Linked DNA regions of Anser cygnoides: region 2 is linked to region 1. A link is a contact called in public Hi-C data. All regions are on one chromosome and are shown on one strand. The core of a region is the stretch at or near the end of the contact, and the rest is flanking DNA. Distances in the headings are between cores, read along the strand shown. Region 1 holds the start of PRSS35 (serine protease 35). Region 2 overlaps ME1 (malic enzyme 1).

The links. Hi-C and Micro-C count contacts between places; a contact is called where the count stands out from the background.
Region 2: a Hi-C map of liver shows a contact between it and region 1, with 5 times the contacts expected there. The contact joins the enhancer-like site here to the promoter of PRSS35 in region 1. A contact is called at or near these places in 4 of 7 Hi-C or Micro-C datasets (granulosa cells and liver).

What each region holds. Positions count from the first base shown.
Region 1 is chr3:85,317,809-85,320,806 of Taihu_goose_T2T_genome, forward strand. PRSS35 (serine protease 35) reads right to left here and starts at 1,619. Exons shown (of 3, transcript XM_048079860.2): 1 at 1,456-1,619; 2 at 734-983.
Region 2 is chr3:85,397,448-85,400,445 of Taihu_goose_T2T_genome, forward strand. All of the region lies in intron 1 of ME1 (malic enzyme 1), which reads left to right. Among named protein-coding and RNA genes, the nearest start is that of ME1, 40 kb to the left of the region's middle. Within about 2 kb of position 1,589, at least 1 of the 3 cell types and tissues checked has open chromatin away from gene starts, as enhancers often do.

The DNA of each region.
Region 1 (2,998 bases), core at 369-2,868:
GGCTTTTTGAAAACTCTTGTGGGTTTCTGAAATCACACACACAAAAAAAAAAAAAAGGAAAAAAAAAGAAAAAAGAAAAAAGAACGAGAAATGTTTTCTGTTTCCCGACGGGGGCAGGGAGAACCCCCAGCCACCCTGTGTCGGCAGCCGCTGGGTGGCGCGCCCGGACAGCACCACGGCTCGGACCGGCTCGGCACGGCTGGGCTCAGACCGGCACGGCACGGCACGGCTCGGTACGGCTCGGACGGGCACAGCACGGTTCGGCTGGGCTCAGACCGGCACGGCTCGGCTCGGCTCGGACCGGCTGGGCTCAGACCGGCACGGCTCAGACCGGCACGGCTCCTTTCGGGGTACGAGCGGCGGAGGACGAGCGCTTTGCAACTTTCGCAAACCCTGCTCAGCCCTCTCCGGGAGCCTCTCCCAGCCCCGGGGCTGGCCACCAGGCAGCCTCCGCTCCACTCTGCCCGGGGCTGCGCCTTTCTCCTCCCCTGCCAGGTTTGGGGAAGGGGCCGCAAAGGGGCGATCCCCCAACCCCACAGCCCCAGCCCGCTGCGGTCCGGGACAAGGGGAGCGGCTCCCGAGGCTGAACCTGCCCTGGGTCCCCGGCCCCGGCTGCTCTGCCCGAGCCTGATGCCCTGGGGGGACATCAGCAGGGAAACAGAGGTTGAGGGGGGAAAAAAAGAGGGGGTCGTTGGGTCTTTGCTTTTTCATCGCCCGCTCCGCTTCTGCTCACCGTTTGTGTGCATCAAGCGCTTGGAAGTCCGGCGTTTTCCTGGGAGAAGCCGAGGATTTGGAGAGGAAGGCTTCCACTCGCTAAAGCTCCTTAGCCATCCTCTGGTCCTGCGTTCAGGCGTGACCGCGGGAGGCTCTGCCTTTCTGTGGCTGATCCAAAGGAGTTCCCTCTCTCCCGAGCCTGAAAGTTAAATACCTTGGCACAGCTCTCTTGCGATTCCGAGATAAATCTGCTTCCAGCGGTGACGAATCTGGATAAAATTAGTGTCAATTCCAAAAAAGAGAGCAGGAATGGTAGCACAAATACTGCGGGGGTGAATCAGAATTAAAGGAGAGGTTGTTTTGAAATGCGAAGAGGCTCCCTCCGTGCCTACAGCCGAAGCTGCACGGAGACAAAAACCCTGAAAGAGGAATAAATGTGCCCCTCTCGTCTGTCCTGCTAGTCGCCCGTGCTTAAAAAAAAAGAAGAAAAAAAAAAAAGGGGGGGCGGGAGGGGGGGTCAGAGCAACGTGTCGCTTTTCAGTCCTATCAAAACTGCATCCCTCAGGCTAACGCGGCAGGGGCTTTACACCAAATCCTGCACAAGCCCAGGGCACCGACACCCCTCAGCCCCCCAATTTTGCCCGGTGGCAAGGACGCGGCCGCCCCCAGCCCTCCTCCTGCCCCGCTCCCCGGCCGCCGCCGCCCCGGCCAGGTGCGGGCAGCCTCCCCCCGCGGCCGTACCTGGCCCCGATGGAGCCCAGGGGAGGGGAAGCGGCCACCTCCACGTCGTGGGAGACCCCCTGCCCTGCCCCGCCGCCCCCGGCCCCGGCCCCGGCCCCGGCACCCGCCGCCGCCGAGCACCCGCGGCTACTGAGGACGGGGCGGGGGGGAGCTGCCGGGTCTTCCCGGGCGGGGGAGGGGATGGAAAAAGGGAAAAAAAAAAAAAGAAAAAAGAAAAAAAAAAAGGAGCAAGGGAGGAGGACGGCAGGGAGAGAAGGGGAGGGCTGAGGGGAGATCCCCTCGGGTGGGATGGGGTGGGATGAAGGCACGGGGCGGGGAGGCGCATCGCCGCGGAGAGACGGGGTGATCCCGCCTGGGGCTGGGGCCGGGGCCGCGGGGGAGGCGGCAGCGGCCGCCGGCTCCTCAAGCGCCCCGCGGGCCGGGCCGGGCCGGGCCTCCCCGCCCTTCCCCTCAGGGTCCCGCGGCGCCTTCCCCGCCCGGGCCCTGCTGGGTCCGCTCCTCAGGGCCCCAGCCCGTCTCCTCAGGGCCCCAGCCCCCCCAGCACCTCCCTCCTCTTCTCCCCAGTCTTCGTTCCACTCTTTCTAATGTCTCTGTCTTCCCCTGCCCAGGCTCCCGGAGCCTGTGTGGTTGTAGACGGGCAGAAAACCCAGCGCGGGGGCTGAGCTTTGGTGCCTTTTTCTTCACCCCTGCCGAGGCAGAGACCTTTGGTTGTGGGTCCATGGGCCCTGTACCACTGCAGCCCCCCTGGAGGGACCAGGAGTCCCAGCTAGTGTCCCACGGCCCCCTGCCCTACAACAAAGTTCTTCCCGTGCTGTGCAGGTGCACCACACGAAATTCACTCATTAAAGACTTTTGCAAGAGCTTAACCAGAGTCAATTCGGTGAGTTCATCTGCTGAAATCAGCTCACACTAGACGATGGCCCTCTTGATTTGCCAAAACCTGCAGGAAATTTGTGGCATTGCTAGAGATCAAGTTGAGATCTCCAGAGTACTATTTTGTTGTCGTAATCATAAGAATATCCTTCCTTTCAAAGACTTAACTTTTGAAATTTAGTGGAACTAATTGTATACATAGGTTGGAAATGAGGCATTGGCCAGGAACTGCAGCCTAAAGTTTTATTTCAAATCTTCGGGTTGATTTCTTCAAAATGTTATTTTTTTTGCAGGTCTGCTTTTGTTGCTGCTTGTGTGTACGACTTAAAAGTGTAATACTAATTATTTATGCACCTGAGAAAATGAGCTGAAGGGTTCCCAGTTCAGTTGACAAGGGAAGAAAGAAATTAATATTACCTGGTAGTTATGTTTTACAAGCAATTTCTTGAACATAATCACTTTCACACTGGGTCAGGCCAAAGGCTTTGCTAGACCAAAAGGCTCTGCAAGAGCATTAGTATAGGGCAAGATCAAGCCCTATATCAAGTAGTCCCCTTGAGCACTTTCCCTACCACCAATATTTTAAACTCAGAGGTTTCCTGTGACAAATGTAGTTTCTACTCACTTAATAACCTTTGCTGGGTTTCTCTGTCAGGCACTTGGCCATCTT
Region 2 (2,998 bases), core at 339-2,838, 80 kb after region 1:
TTATTTAGAAAACACTATCATGTATTAAATTTTAATTCTGTAGCTATAAATTATCTAAATTTACAACTATACAGTGATGCATCTGTAGAAGATAGTATTGACAAAAGTAGTAATTAAGAAGATTAATTTATACCGAGGGGATCAGAGCTCTGAAGTTGCCTACAACCAGTGTTTATAATCTGTAGTGTAGGTAAACTGTGTTGAAAATTGACATCTGTGGTAAGAACACGCTCAACAAGTTTGCAGGTGATGTTACAAGGTGCTGTTTTCTCTTTCCAGAATGGTTCCCATATGCAGAGCTTTTCTAACAAGGCATTGATCCATCTTTGAGGGTAGATATACTCAAGTTAGTTTTAAACTAACAAAAGTGGCTCAGAAATAGCCAAGGACACCAAAAAAAAAAAAAAAAAGTTGTTTGTGCTGAAATGTGATTACTGTGTAGCAGTGTGCTAAACTGCAGCATTGGTATTCTGACATCAAAAGCAATAGGGTAGGTATCTCCGCAGATCTTACTCTAACACAACTGTCCCTTAGCATCTTAATTATCTCAGTTGCAGGTGCTGTAGGTGTTGTGCAGGTCTATGGGTTTGGGAGGTGGGGAGCTGAAGGGTTATGTTCCCTTGTCTGTTGTCTTTTGTAAATGAGCTTCTGGCTTTAAAATTTCATGAAATCTGCTTTTAGGGCACCCAGCTCTGGTTGAAAGCATACAAATACAGCCCTAGCAAATTTTGTGTTTCTTTGAGTTTAAAAGTTCCTATAATAAAACGAAGGATTTAGAGTAAGGCGATTTTAGTGCAACACATGGACTGAGGAGTCAAAAGGATATTTGGGGCTTGGTGTAGTGGCCCACATGGAGGCAACTAGTTCCACTTGAGATATCCAGGAGTGTTATTCCTGGTCTTGTGTCTGGCTTTTACCTGTTGCTGTACAAGTCTGCCAAGTCTCCTATGCAGCTGATATATAGCTGATATCATTGCCATAATGAGTTACCCTGTGTTGATTTCTCCAGTATGTCAGAGCCTCCTAGACGATGGTAGGTGCTTATGTGTGCATATCTGAATTCAGACTGTAGCCAGTACAGTCAGAGAAGCTTAGGGGGCAATTTGGATTACTGACTGCAAGGTGTCTATTCTAGGGTGAGCTGGATCATTCTTTAACCAATGCTATATGTCCTATTCACATAATGAGGGGATAGGTACCTCGCTTGCATATGAACATCTAAATTTAGTGTCTAACTCAGTCCCATCCTATATTGCACCACAGCAGGGTATGTATATTTTATATAGTATTGACTTGATGACTTGTTTTACTGCTTAGCTTATTACAGTCTGCTGTTTGTGTTAACGCAGCCATCTCAAACTTATGGTGAGGAGAGATTATGCAATGCAAAAAGATGTTAACTGCGTATATATGTGTATAATAAAACAAGTACACACAAACTTTCTTAAAATAGTTTTGCTTCCTTACTTTCAGGTAATTGTTTACAATAGATTAATGGAAGATTGCCGAAGTAAGAATGCCATGATGTGTCATTTCTAATGTGTTGGGCTGAATCATGCTCGTATGCAATCACCATTATCAGCTCCCTGCCAAGCTGCCCACACATTCCCATGACGAGTTTGCCAAGAGGAGTCTGATCTCCTTCTGGCCATCTGTATTTGTTTTGAGTCATAAGTCCCTGGGTGTGTTTATTAGCTACTGTATTTTTACGTGCTTTAGTTGCTGGAAGCTGTTTGTGACTTTCGTTTCAGTTTCCCTTGGTGACATGATTTTTTAAGTTTGCTTTTGAAAATCCTGGGGACATAGAATTGGAATGTGAATGTACTTCAGGTCCCCAGCTTTCCTTAAATCCTTAAGAAATTATAGGTGCAATATGCTGTATTGGGTCTGTTAAGACCCTTGAAAAACAACTTAGAAATTATGAATGCCAGCTGTCAGAAAGTAGGTCTGTGTGTGCCTGACTAAATGTCATGGTAGGGATCTGTGCATAGTTTTGGGAGAAGATAGATGCACTTGTTTGAAAGATAGCAGTCCTGTTTTGTTAGTGCCTTTCCTACCTGTAGTCTAATACTAGCTTAGGTACTGCCTGCATTACAAATGCCTACAGATCTTTGTTTCTGAAAATTCATTGAGCTTTTTTCTGTCTGGGTTGTCTGAGGGCCGTGACCCAAAGTTTGTATTTTCACGGTCAGCATTCATGTCTGAGCTCCATGCTGCACATCTTCAAGCTGCGGTAACTTTCTGCTGGTGAGTGTATCCTTTCCTCTTAGCAGCTTGCCTTCTTTAAAACTGTTTGGAAGGATTATTTTTATTCACTAAAATTTTAATAATTCTGAATTTTCTTTATCAAAATTGGATACAGCTATCGAAGCCCTTTTTTTGCATGTATTTTTAACAACAATTCCTAAAAAGAAATGTAGATCTCAAAGTGAATGTAAATAGATATTTAGCAAGGGTATTTTTTTTTCCTGGAGGTCTAAAAGAAGATCCCTGATGACAGAAAGCTTGCTTGAATTTGCAGCATTAGAAAGATTTTTTCCCTTTCCTTAGCTACAAGGACACTTTGCAACCAGTCTGGCCTCAACCTCTGTTTGGAGGAGTTGACTCGGGTATCTGCAGTAGTTGCCTGTGCTTGTAACGTTTTCTGGCACTCATGACAAGAATGGTGAAACAAGCTAGCAGGAACATCTTCAGCCCTATATGATGATCAGACCCAAATGCCTTGCCATGAACCACATTTATTTTTAGCAGAATTAGTTTATTACTTAGTGCATACCCAGAGTAATTATTCTGTTTCTTGGAGCGTTGTGCCTTTAAACAGGTGTTAGATATGAAGGATTTAGAGTATTTATCTTTTTTTCTCTGAAGTGCAAAGTAGAGGGGGAAAGCTTGTAAAACTGCAATTTTATCTGCTCGTAGGGTATTTTTTTAATGCAAATAATATGAAATATCTCAAAGGGATTTGCAGATCATTATACTCTTAAATGTAGCTTTAAAC